4 separate regions of the Mus musculus genome follow, and all the other regions are linked to region 3. The links are chromatin contacts, called in public HiChIP or PLAC-seq and promoter capture Hi-C maps. All regions are on one chromosome and are shown on one strand. The core of a region is the stretch at or near the end of the contact, and the rest is flanking DNA. Distances in the headings are between cores, read along the strand shown. Region 1 holds the start of Ccno (cyclin O). Region 2 has its middle 16 kb from the start of Gm41069. Region 3 holds the start of Arl15 (ADP-ribosylation factor-like 15). Region 4 has its middle 57 kb from the start of Gm34790.

The links. Promoter capture Hi-C pulls out the DNA fragments that hold promoters and counts their contacts. HiChIP or PLAC-seq counts read pairs in DNA pulled down with a chosen protein or histone mark.
Region 1: a contact with region 3 is called in a FOXA1 HiChIP or PLAC-seq map of pancreatic cancer cells. The contact joins the promoter of Ccno here to the promoter of Arl15 in region 3. A contact is called at or near these places in 3 of 115 datasets of contacts at active chromatin or transcription factors (bone marrow-derived macrophages, memory CD8 T cells and pancreatic cancer cells).
Region 2: an H3K4me3 HiChIP or PLAC-seq map of bone marrow-derived macrophages shows a contact between it and region 3, with 5 times the contacts expected there. The contact joins the enhancer-like site here to the promoter of Arl15 in region 3. A contact is called at or near these places in 1 of 39 promoter capture datasets (hippocampal neurons), 4 of 115 datasets of contacts at active chromatin or transcription factors (bone marrow-derived macrophages, forebrain, large pre-B cells and 1 more) and 1 of 9 other capture datasets (embryonic stem cells).
Region 4: a promoter capture Hi-C map of liver shows a contact between it and region 3, with 7 times the contacts expected there. The contact joins the enhancer-like site here to the promoter of Arl15 in region 3. A contact is called at or near these places in 1 of 39 promoter capture datasets (liver) and 4 of 115 datasets of contacts at active chromatin or transcription factors (astrocytes, bone marrow-derived macrophages, embryonic forebrain and 1 more).

Annotation. Positions count from the first base shown.
Region 1 is chr13:112,986,151-112,989,422 of GRCm38.p6, forward strand. Ccno (cyclin O) reads left to right here and starts at 1,652. Exons shown (of 3, transcript NM_001081062.1): 1 at 1,652-2,134; 2 at 2,741-2,926. The coding sequence starts at 1,748.
Region 2 is chr13:113,240,193-113,243,535 of GRCm38.p6, forward strand. No RefSeq gene overlaps it. Among named protein-coding and RNA genes, the nearest start is that of Gm41069, 16 kb to the left of the region's middle. Within about 2 kb of position 1,844, at least 43 of the 459 cell types and tissues checked have an H3K27ac peak or open chromatin away from gene starts, as enhancers often do. A contact at or near this core is called in bone marrow-derived macrophages, where this site is marked.
Region 3 is chr13:113,792,857-113,795,849 of GRCm38.p6, forward strand. It overlaps Arl15 (ADP-ribosylation factor-like 15), which reads left to right and starts at 1,652. Exons shown (of 5, transcript NM_172595.4): 1 at 1,652-1,840. The coding sequence starts at 1,793.
Region 4 is chr13:114,759,682-114,762,734 of GRCm38.p6, forward strand. No RefSeq gene overlaps it. Among named protein-coding and RNA genes, the nearest start is that of Gm34790, 57 kb to the right of the region's middle. Within about 2 kb of position 1,445, at least 18 of the 459 cell types and tissues checked have an H3K27ac peak or open chromatin away from gene starts, as enhancers often do. A contact at or near this core is called in liver, where this site is marked.

The sequences.
Region 1 (3,272 bases), core at 402-2,901, 810 kb before region 3:
GAGGGAGAGGGCGGCCCCTTCTCAATGCAGGGAAGGAGGGGGAAGGGGCGATGTGAGGCGGTAACTGAGAGGAGGAGGAGCTGCGATAGGGATGTAAAGTGAATAAATAAAATAAATTAACGGGGGGGGGGGGAGTTTCAAGATTTCTCATCGATGTTACTTGACTCGCAAGGCAAGTAATATCCTTTTACAGACGACGAAATGGAGACCGAATAATGTCTTGCTGAACAAGATCATTAAATAGGTACACTCTGGATCCTACTGATGAGGTGCTTTGTGCTCTTTCCCGCTGGACCAAGAGGCAGAATCAGAGAGTTCCTAGATCCTTCCTCCTCACCCAGAAAACTCTTCTAGGAAGAGGTCTGCTATGTGGCCCCCTTGCTGTGGATTCGGTTGATCTCCCCGTAATGTTACCCATCAACAGCCTGAGAGGAGACAGAAAGCCAGGCACTTGCATGTAGAAAACTCCTCTCAGGTGATTCTCAGCAACCCCGCGTCACACAAGTGCTGCAATTTAAAGCGCCTTCAGAATCACAGAGAATAGAAACGGAGGCGAGAAGCTGAAATCCAGCCCTTTCCCCTCACCTGCTTCTCTGGCAAGTTTCTAGGGGGAGGATTTGCACGTGGACTCCAACAATTTCCAGCTGTCTTTGGAATCAGTGAGGACGGCCGCGTGTGCAGAACTCACAGCGCCTTAACGTCTCTTTTAGATCAGGACCGGAGTTTGGAGTACACGGGTTGAGAATGGAGAAGGTGTCACATTCTACCTTTCTCTCTTGTCCCCGCGCCTCCCCCTCCCCCAACTCTGCATTCCTTTGATTTCCCTCCATCCTACCCTGGGCACAAAGAATAACCTAGAAAGGTAGAGGGTTAAAAGCTAATGACCCAAAGCAGAACACACTGTGAGCAATTCCACAGAAATGCCACCTGTGACATTAAGGCCCTAAACGGCTGCAGCCTTGGCGTGTTTGGCTCGGGATGAAAAGTGCGGGGCAAAGTATCCAGAGGGCAGCGGGCTTGTGCGACGGTCATTTGAAGTAACTTCCTACGTTTTTGGATCACAAATACCTGTCTGACAGGACGGGCTCCCACATACTTAACAGACGTTAGCGACGCGCCAAAGTTCTCCTTCCCTGGGCCAGCGGAATGAAATAAAATAGTCGCAAATCAAGTCCTTTTATGGGTCACTGAAGAAAACCTAGCCTGATCTTGGTCCGGAGCTCAGAGGCGGACCCACCTGGATGAGGGTTGGCATAAAAGATGATCACACCAGGCCAGACAATCTAACCAAGGACCAGGTTCCCCGGAGCAGCCTTTCCCTTTTTCCGGGGGCGGCTGAACCGCTCAGACGGCCCATGGCTCCCCTAGGTGGCCAGTGATCTTTACGCTCTTCCACCGAGCTCAAGCAGCTGGCGCCAGGACCCGGGCTGCGGTTGCCACGGTGACGACAGACGCGCGGAGCCTGCAGCTGAAGGCGGGTGAGAGGCGGGAGTTGCAACGCCTCCTCCCCCTGCAACCAGCGCGGGGGCCACGCGTTGCTCGCACGCGAGGGGTGTGGCTCTGCCTCCGGGAAAGCGCGGCCCGTGGGCGGCTCGGGGCTCAGCCAGTGAGAGGCCGGGGGAGTGGTGGAGGGAAGGCACAGTCCGGGTACTTAGAGCTGCGCCGCCAGCGGGACCGGATCTTCCTCGCAGCTCTCGCGCCGACGCTCCGGGCGTCGTAGACGCTAGGAGCGCTACCCGATTGTAACATGGTTACCCCTTGCCCTGCCAGCCCGGGCAGCCCCGCCGCGGGAGCCGGGAGGCGAGACAGCCACCAGAACCTCCGCGCCCCAGTGAAGAAGAGCAGACGCCCGTGCCTCCGGAGAAAGAAGCCGCTGCGGCCGCTGAACGCGTGTTCGCTCCCGGGAGACTCGGGCGTCTGTGACCTTTTCGAGTCCCCCAGCTCCAGCTCGGACGGCGCCGACAGCCCCGCAGTGTCTGCGGCGCGGGACTGCAGCTCCCTACTCAACCCTGCCCAGCCCTTGACAGCGCTGGATCTCCAGACCTTCCGAGAATACGGCCAGAGCTGCTACGACTTCCGAAAGGCGCAGGAGAATCTTTTCCACCCGCGGGAGTCGCTGGCGCGCCAGCCACAAGTGAGGCGCTGGCAAGAGCCAGACCCGGGGCCGTCGCGCTTCTGTCTCTCCCAGGCTAGCTCGCTCTCTCCATGGCTGCTGGCTGCCCTTCGCACAGCCCTAGTCATTGCAGCCCATTATCTGCCATCAGTAGGAGCAATTGGGACCTTCAAGGATTGGCCCACTGACCTATTTAGATGGAGAAAGGTTGTGGGTGGAGAGGTGGATATCGGAAGTTATAGGGGGTGGGTAGAGGAGTTTTATTATAACGCAGTTCGACAGCTTCTACGTCAGATCCAGAACTCCTAAATTTGCTTGCACTTCTGTTTAAAAAAAAAACAAAAACTTTACCCCCCACCCCCCACCCCTTATAGTCCCTTTGACTTGCTGAGAGGGTTAGACTGGGTAGTGTGCCCTAATGCACTGTGCACAATACCAGGCGCGAGCCCAAACGTTCCCAGGCGTTCCGGAACGCCTGGTTTAAGGCAGGCCCGTACCTCCCCCCCTCCCCCCCACGTGCCTCCTATTTTTCAGTCATTTAGCGTTTTCCCCTTTGCCTCTCTGCCTCTCTGGATTGTTTTGTTCGGGCGCGCGCTTCAGCACACTCCCCCTCTCGCTCCCGGCCAGGTGACTGCCGAATCGCGCTGTAAACTGCTCAGCTGGCTCCTGCAAGTCCACCGCCAGTTCGGCCTCTCTTTCGAGTCGCTGTGTCTGACCGTGAATACTCTGGACCGTTTTCTCCTCACGACCCCTGTTGCTGCAGACTGCTTCCAGCTGCTCGGGGTCACCTGTCTGCTCATCGCTTGCAAGCAGGTACCACCAGGCGAAAGAGTGCGATGTGTTTGCAGCCAGCGCCCCCCTTCCCCAACTCGTGCATGGCTTAGGGCTGGGTTGCTTGGCTTATCTGGGCAGATGCTCGAAGATCTTTCCATGTCATAGCCTTAACTTCTCTTACCACTCACAGCAACAATCCTTTCAGACTACAAAGAGGTTAGGCTGTAGCTGGCCGCCCAACCAAAGCTTTGTGGTACTTGTCTCTGGAAAAGATGCTTTTAAAGTCAATCTCTCTCTCTCTCTCTCTCTCTCTCTCTCTCACACACACACACACACACACACATTTTAAAGTTGGGTTGTAGATAGAGAAGGTGCACTAGCAGCT
Region 2 (3,343 bases), core at 594-3,093, 550 kb before region 3:
TCAAAGTCTAATACTTAGGAACACACACACTAAATCGAGAGAGAGAGAGAGAGAGAGAGAGAGAGAGAGAGAGAAAGAAATGATTGACTATTGATAGGAAGACCTCTGGCAGCCTTGCTGGGCCCAACGCTTGCTAACATGGTTGGATAAGCATACCGTGTACCTTGGTGGTTTACTCCAGGCTGGGCAAAAGCTTTCATAATTTTCAGTGTTGTATACACATTTAAAGTTTCCCTCAGAGTCAGGAAAATTGAGAGCACGGGTAACAGCCAGGGACTGAAGCTTAAGCGAAGGATTGCAGTTCAGACAAACGATTGGAGCATTTCCTTCTGTAACTCTCTTGTTCTGGGGAAGAGATAACTTGCTTGTCCATTCGGGCACGGACATGCTTTGATTTCAAGAGTGTCACCATTCCTACCAGGAAACTGAATGTAAGTAAATTGTACTTCTATGTATTCAAATATACTATTAAGTTGGACACCCTTACTCAAACAATTAGTTTTGTAAATAGAAGACTGAGCCAAAGCTCAGTATATAAGGATATCTTTCCCCCAGAGTCTTCTAACACTCTCTGGACTTCAGCAGACATGTACTTACGGTTTGGACTGTTGACAAGAGACTAGGAAGTCCCAGTGCTAACAGCCTGTTCTCAAATCCTCTCCTGTCCCCATTGCTTAGAGCAGGGATCTCACCCTTACCCCAAATGTTGTGCTACCATGTTTATCACAGCAGTTACAGGTGTGTGGAGATGGTGATCCCGTGACCTCTTTTTTTTTAAAGATTTATTTATCTTATTTATATGAGCACACTGTAGCTGTCTTCAGACACACAAGAAGAGGGCACCAGGCCAGGCAGTGGTGGCGCACGCCTTTAATCCCAGCACTTGGGAGGCAGAGGCAGGTGGATCTCTGAGTTCAAGGCCAGCCTGGTCTACAGAGTGAGTTCCAGGACAGCCAGAGCTACACAGAGAAACCCTGTCTCGAAAGATCCCATTATAGATGGTTGTGAACCATCATGCAGATCATGCAGTTGCTGGGAATTGAACTCAGGACCTCTGGAGGAGCAGTTGGTGCTCTTAACCACTGAGCCACCACTCCAGCCCTCCCTTGAGCTTCTCTGCAGCTTCTGTCAAAGGCAGCCTCACCTGTCTACACACTGTGCTGTACAAACATTTGTTCTCTGTATGTGCCACAGCAGGGGAAAAGGAGACCATTAACAAGGTCATGAGGTTAATTATCAAGGTTTAATTAAATTCCAGGTGTGTCCCCTGTTTGACATTGAGACAACATATTAGTGTTGTCATGCACAAAGTCCACACTTAAGAATCAAACAATTACAGCCCCATGCACGGTGGTGCAAGCCTATAGTCCCAGCAGGTGGGAAACAGAGGCAGGCAGATCTCTGTAAGTTTGAGGCCACCCTGGTCTACAAAGCAAGTCTAGGACACTCAGGGCTTGTTATACAGAGAAACATTGCCTTGAAAAACAAACAAACAAACAAACACACAAACAAACACACAACAAAACAATCAATTTAGTCAAGCCCCCAAAATTGCTCTTTCCAGATAGATCTCCTAATGTTATAAGTATGTTTACGGTTTATGTTGGGCAGCGTTCCTAGCCCTGAGTTCCGTGGAGCCTGTGGCCCACAGGCAGCACATGTCTGTCTGCACTGGCCTTTGAAACTTTTGTCAGCTTGCTCATGCCCTCTGCTTCCAGACTGATCTTCTAGTGCTCTACAATCTCAGGGCTATACTACACAGGGACTCCCCTCCCTCCCTTTCTCTCCCTTCCTCCTTCCTTTGTTCACATGGTGCTCTATCTCCCTGTCTCTGTCTCTGTCCCTCCCCCCTCTCTCCCTCCCTTCTCCTTTCCTTTTCCCTCCCTCCCTTTCTCTCCCTTCCTCTTTCCCTTGTTCACATGGTGCTCTATCTCCCTGTCTCTGTCTCTGTCTCTGTCTCTGTCTCTGTCTCTGTCTCTGTCTCTCTCTCTCTCTCTCTCTCTCTCTCTCTCTCTCTCTCTCTCTCTGTACGACCTACACATACACTCTTTGGATCAGTCCAGTGACTGCCTTGGCCTCCTTTGCTTTCCCAGCATCTTGTGACTCTGCAAAACAAAAGCTTCCACTTCCGCTTCCTCCTTGACACTGTCTGCCGCTGAAGCACTCTCCTTCCTGTGCACTCACAAGACATTTGCCACGTTTGCTTGTTACCTTCCCAGCCATTTGCCACATTCTGCCTCTGATGTTAGTTATTAGTGAGCGGTGGCCGTTTGGTTTATCTGTTTCCCTGCTCATTGGATGCAAATACAAAGGGGATAAAATTAGCACTCTTAATATTATACATCTACCATGTGCCAGGGCTTTGGGGGGGGAGGGGGGCTCTGTAAGTCTGACAGTGTGCAGTCTTCACAGTGTCCTCTGTGTGAGAGAAGCATGTTGTAGATGGAGAAGCTGAGGAACAACTAGGCTGGCTGCCTCTAGGCTAGGGAGTTTAATAAAGGAAGAGAGAAACTGCAGAGCAAAGTCCTGCTGGGTGGCTCTGCTGCTGGGCCTAGTGCTCACCCCATGCCTAGATCTAAGCCTGGAAGGGAGTGGGTGGAGCTTGGTGGAAGCCTGGTTTGTGATTTTGCTTCATGCACTGCTTCAGGTGATGGTAAAACCTTGGCAAGAGATCTGATCCACGGACATGAAAATCCTTCTCAGCAGAGAACGCCTCTCCCTAGAATCAAACCTAAGGCGTCCCAGGAACAAAGTGGGTAGATGGAAGCTATCTTTTCTTTGCTTGAAAAAGAATCTTCAGTTTAATACCAGGACCACATGTCTATAAATTAAAAAGATACTCTTTGGCTAAGTGCATGCCCTCCGCTCTTCCTACTCAGGCACTGTTTATCTTGTAATGGTTACATTCTGTTACTGTGCCTTGAGCAAAGGTTTGAAGGCAGTACTTAGATTAAATTAAGTCAGTCATTAATTTAACGGGGCAACTTTTTTAGCTACCGTGCCTTAGGTGGAGGGGCTGGTGGGGGTAGGGGGAGGTAACACAATATTTAAGAGGTAACAATATTTAATTTGCTGTATAAGCAAAAAGTGATGTCAAAATCATCTGAACATAAACAGAATTTTCAAGTTATTAAAAATGATTGTATCTAATATCTATGCCTGCGTGTTTGTGTTTGTGTTTGTGTGTGTGCATGAGTGTGCCAAAGGAGGTCAGAGGACATCTTCCAAGAGTCAGTTTTCCCTGTCACCCATGGCTCTGGTGATCCAACTGAGGATTATCAGACATATGAACCAAGTGCTTTTAACCTGCCAGTTTCCTGGCCCAGTCAATAGAATCTTTGCA
Region 3 (2,993 bases), core at 402-2,901:
CTCTGTGTAGCCTTGCAGGTGGTCTCCAACTCAGGGATCTGCCTGTATCTTTGCTGGGATTAAAGGTACCACCAGGCCGACAAAATTCTACTATAATCATTGCAGGAAATGTTCACTTAGAACACTGTCCACAGCTCTTATCCTAAGAATTTCTAGAAATGGAATTACTGGTACAAAAGATATGGCACCCTTTTAATATTCATTTTTGAATACACGTGTACAGACAGAGCTGGCCTTTATTGATATAATTTTCAAGATATATGTGTTTAAGTAATAACTTCTTAAAAGGAGTTGTTCTGTTTTGTTTTGTTTTACTCCAGGGTTAGTAAGTCTCAGTTGCACTAAGCCAGTAGATTCAATTTTGATTTTTATTTTCTTGCCATTCTATATTTTACTCCTCTCCATACCCAACTCCAAATGGCATGCTTATCTTGTCTCACCTTTGCCTTGACTGTCCTTTCTAGCCTGAATCTTGGAGGTGAAAGAAAAAAAATCCAGAACTGACCGTTGTCTTTATCTCGCTTGACTCCCATTTTCACTCAATTCCAAGTAATTCTTTTTTAAAAAAATTTTAAAATTTTTCTATTTTTTATTTTTTGGTTTTTCGAGACAGGGTTTCTCTGTATTTCTCTGGCTGTCCTGGAACTCACTCTGTAGACCAGGCTGGCCTCGAACTCAGAAATCCGCCTGCCTCTCTGCCTCCCAAGTGCTGGGATCAAAGGCGTGCACCACCACTGCCCGGGCCCCAAGTTTGTTTGTTTGTTTTTTTGAGACAGGGTTTCTCTGGATTTCTCTGTGTAGCCCTGGCTGTCCTGGAATTCGTTCTGTAGACCAGGCTGGCCTCGAACTCAGAAATCCACCTGCCTCTGCCTCCCAAGTGCTGGGATTAAAGGCGTGCGCCACCACCGCCCGGCTTGCTTTTTTTTTTCTTTTTTTCTTTTTTTTTTTTTTAATTTAGGAAACGCACAAGTCTCAAGTGCACCGGCTCTGTTTTTCCTAAGATAAGGTTCACAAACAGTATTACTTGGGTCCTTTAGAGGACTTTCACAATCCCACCGCTCATTCTATTCAGGTACATTGGATTAAGCATGCAAAGATCAGATGCCTGTCTCCTTCAATGTTTGGGGTGATCAATTTACTTGTGAGTCTCTAGGTTCCTAGTCTGGACTGCACTGGTGCTGAGCCGCAGGAAGGTCAAGTTCAAGTTGTCCGCCGTAGCAGACACCCACACCCTGGAGGGTCAATGCAGTCCCCAGTACTGCACAGTTTGCCTTCTTTAAGGTGTCTGCCCTTCTAATCCGCAGGTCCAGGGCGTTTCAAGGCCACAGGAAGGCGCTCGGGGCAACTGCCTCCCACCGCCCTGGGCTGCTTTCTTAAGGAGGGGTGGGCGGGGACGCCGCCGCCGCTGCTCTTCAATCTCAGGCAGGCTGCTTGCCGGGTCTCGAGCGGACTAGAGGCTGAGAGTCGGCCTCCCGGGGCCGCAGCGCGTTTCCGCCCGCCCCTCCCCCAGCAAACAGGAACCAGCACCGTCCCGGGTCCCGCGCTTCTCTGCTGCCCTCCACCGGGGGGACTGCCTTTTATAGACACTCCGGCCAATGAGCGCGCTCCTTTTCCTCGGCCCGCCCTCCCAGCCAATCGTCGCTTCCCTGGTGTAATCTTCGGCTCCTCGGCTGCTCTCGGCGATCTTCGCTGTTGCTGGCTTTTTCAGGAGCTGCTCGCTGGCAGCCCGAGACGCTGCTGCTTTTTTTTTTTTTCCGGGTTCGGAGCCATTCCGGATGCTTTAGGCTGCCGGATGTCTGATCTCCGGATAACTGAGGCGTTTCTGTACATGGATTATCTGGTAGGTGCGGGGCGCCGGCGGCATGTCGCCTCTCGGATCTCGCGGTGGCCCATGGCCCCCTGCCTGGAGCAGCAGCCTCTCGGCTTTCTTTCTTTGGGATGGGATGCCTTGGGTTGCTTTCTCCCGGGGCTGGCTCTGAGGGGCGGCGGCGGGGGGAGAGGACGGGCTGACAGGTAAAGGCGCGGAGGGGACCGGCGGGACTGCGGGAGATGGGGCCACGCTCCGCGCGCCTCTCCGCGCTCCCGGCGCAGGACTTTCTTTCCGGGGAAGCTGGAGTTTTCCGCTCTCCTCTTAGCAGAACTCCAAGAGCTATTAAAGAGCCATAAGCAGAATGGCTCGCTAAGTGCCTGGCAGGTCCGGTCATTTGGTCGTTATTAGATCTCTAAAGGAATGACCTGGGTCGTGGCGGGATTTTAAAAACACATTACCAGAAAGTAGACTGGACTAAACCACATTGCAACCCGGCCTGAGCAGGATTGGGCAGGGACAGGCATTGCCCCGCGGCTGTGGTTGTGGTGCACGCCGCTTTTGTGCATGGTGTGCATGGTTTGGCAATCGGTTTGAGATCAGCCCCGTGCTGGGAAGTTTAGGTAGGAAAAGTTTTTTTAGCACAGCGCTGGAACGGAACACTTAGACGTGTTTCTAGAATTGTGCAAGCCTCGTGTTTTCGTTCCAGAAATTGTATTTCCACAGAGCTGCCTGTTTGTGGTCAAGCAGATCCTTTTTGACATGAACCGTGTTCGATCCTGCCCATTTTCTGCGTGGATGGTGTCAGAACGAACGGCTGTTGCCATGCAGTGCTGAAGTAGAGGGTTAGAAGTGTTGGCCCTTCTGTCATCCTGTAGGACACATGGTTTTTCCACTGCAGATTGGCCTAGCAGAGATTTGTCAGTGCCTTCTAGGAATTACACTTAAGGCTGTACGGAGAAAGACCGAATACTTTCCAGACCAAGAAAGAGAGGGCTGCGTTGTAACGTTACCAGTGTATGAGGGTTTATTCAGGTGTGTAGAAACTGGCAAGGATGGAGACCAGTTAGTGCGCGACCTTGAGAACAGAGCCGAAGTCAGAGTCTCAGTTGAATTTTGGTTTTGCTGTCTATGTATTCATGGCAGTGACTTCTATCTTTGTCATAAAGGGGTGTTATCGCTGCGC
Region 4 (3,053 bases), core at 195-2,694, 970 kb after region 3:
GTCACTACAGAAAGACATCAGTGTCCTGCACTGAAAAAGCACTCTTAAAATGTTAACAAAAATGGTGACAAGGACAGCATCCCTTTTGACAAAAAAAGTTCACTTGGCCAGACTAGACCAGCAGTAATAAAGCACTCTGCTAAAAAGTCATAAAAATTGTACACATGTAAGATACACGGTGAACTCTGCTAACAAATTAAACACATGGGAACACAATTTCTCTGCTGGATCCTCATTAATAAATTTGTCTCTAAGAAAGTTGCTAGAGCATTTCAGGAGGGGGGTGGGGGGTGGGGTGGAACTCAAGATGCTGATCAGGACAAAACTCTTCCAAGCTTCACTTGGAATTCACAGGCACTGTGAGTAAGTGGGGAAGGGTGTGGACAGTCCGATCTTGCCCAAATCACAGAAAGATCTCTCCTGTCCCCTGTTTGTCTCACACTTGACCAGATTCTCCAAGTGACTCCCTTTGAGTCATTCTCTTCTTAATTTTTACAAACTCCACAGGGTATCAGTTATCAATTCCACTCTCACATTAAAAGCTTTCAAACAACTTGGGAGTTGAAAAACCTCCAAAAAGGCCCAGCCATCTTCCAGGGAATAATTTGCAGCTAGAAAGTCATGATTTTAATCTGCGTAGGACTCACTTTATAGACCATAAGGTGAGTTGATTAATAAACATCTTCACAAACTATTTATATTTTGTATATTTATCTACAGGGATAGGGTCAAGTTCAATTTGCCTAATTTCATTCTGTTATCTATCACTTTGTTATCTGTCATTAATAACCACAGCTACACATTATTTGTAGAGACCTCTGTCATCTTTCTAGTTTTCTAAACCCTTTTAAGGGAGATATTTTATTTTATTTTGTCAAAATTTATTTCTGCTTTTCTCGTCTCCAGTGGAGTGAGAAAACAAAGTGTTCTGTGGAAGAGAGGTATTTACTGTGCAGAGTCTGTCCTGTGACCTCAGCTGGACCCTTTAATTTGAATAGTATACAATAAAAGATTTGATTGTTTGGGCTGATAAAAACAACAGTGCTTAAAATAATGATTTTTTTTTGATAAATCAGTGCTTTATGAATGGGGAAAACAAATCCCAGAAGTACTTAAGAAAGGTGGCAGTTGTTCAAAAACATGTGGTACTTCACCCATACTTTAAGAACACAAAGAAAGCAAACATTTTAAGCATCTAAGATTCCTCCAAAACTCGCATCTTCCACATCACTCTTAAAAATCCCCTTTCTTTTTTTTCTGACTTTGAAACCTTTCCTGTATCTTTAAGACCATGCAATATTTCTTGTTTGTCTGTTCTTTCCCATGGTCATTGCCCAATGACACCAGGGCCAGCCAACTTCCATCCGCAAGGGTCTGAGTTTGCCCACAGCTATGTCTCCAACTGTCCTTGATTTCTGTTCTCTTCTGTTCTGTGTCCTCAGCTGCAGCTTGTCCCTGGAACTATTCCCAGTTTTAGGAAATAGTTGGGATAAGTTGACCCACAATACAGGAGGACTAGGAGAAAGATTTCTCCAGCCTTTTCTGACTCTTTGGACACGTGTGGAGTGGCGGGAGGAGTCAAGACCCAACCATGCCTTTCTGCTTGCTCCTTGAATCTTCTTCACTATAATCCCAAGCAGCAGATAATCCCTTTTACAGAGAAGGGAAATGAAATGCCAGTAAGTTAAATCACATACCCACAAGAATACAACCAGTGAGACTCAAAGCCAAGATTGGAATCCAGGCATGCCTGGCCCCTAGAACCCTGCTCTTTGATCTTGGCAGGGCATTGCATTGTAGACATCAAATGCTTACACATTAGAAGACAAATTAAGTGAAAGCCAAATAACTAATCAGTTGTATTTTACCTAACATAAGTAAACAAATTGCCTTGTAAATCCATTGTAGCTACTATCTTTTAAATAGCTGTATGCCAGGTATTGGTCTATGTACTTGATCTCAAAAATATGATGTATAAAAAGCTAGACATATTATTATTATTATTATTATTATTATCATCATCATCATCATCATCATCATCATCAAAAACTAGAGACAGGAGTACAGAATTATTAAGTATTTTACTCAGGTTCAGAGATCTGAGAGAAGGCATGGAAGTGAAGTTCCTCACACCCATTGCACTTTGGTTTTAGCTGGCTCTACTGTTGGTACATTCTAAAGTTTGCATTGTGGAAAGAATTGTTTGTGCACTATTCACTAAGCTTTCCTATCAGCTTTGAGAGGAAGACTGTTCCCTATTTTTTTATAGCTGAAGAATTTTTTTAAAATGCCCCCAAATAACTATTCAGGATGACTGGATAGGGTATTAATAACACCCCCGAAACAAACAAACAAAACCAAAAAAACCCTAAAACCCAAAAACAAAACCCTTCTCTTCCTTCTGGCAAGAACATTCATCTCTGGTTCCTCCTGAGCCTCCACATCCCTTCTGCAGTATTTAATCATTGGAGGAAAGGTATTTATTGCACTGAGTTCTGACTCTTGGTCACAGTTAAGTATTTGTGGTATTCACATTTATTTCTAGCTTCTCTTTGAAGGATTAAGAAAACCATTTTAATGCTTTGCATTTTAATTGCACACAAGTTGACTGTCATAGACAGACCATTAAAATGTCTGTCAGCAGCCACCTACTCCATCTTCCTGGAGTACGAAAATGTTTCTAATGTGACTGGTTTCCAGTAACCTAAGGCTATCTGGTCAACCTGAATAGTGCGCCTCTGCTGGCTCCCCTGGAAGTGCTACAGGCTCCGTCTGTGGTAGAATTGGAGGCACTCGCATGACTTTGAACCTGCTGTACTCTGTTGTCTGTTTAGTCCTCACTCCATACCCTGGCTCAAATGCTCTTTGTCCACAGGTTGTCTGATCTCTTCTCTTAGAAATGCCATATCCTGTTTGGGAATGAGCAGTCTCGAGATTTTTTGTTCTTTTCTCTTTCCCCACCCCCTCTCCATTTCAGGCCAGATTTTTGGACAATTTCCCTGTTTCATATTATAATTCCCAATTGTAACGGCATTCATATTTCCAAGTTGAAC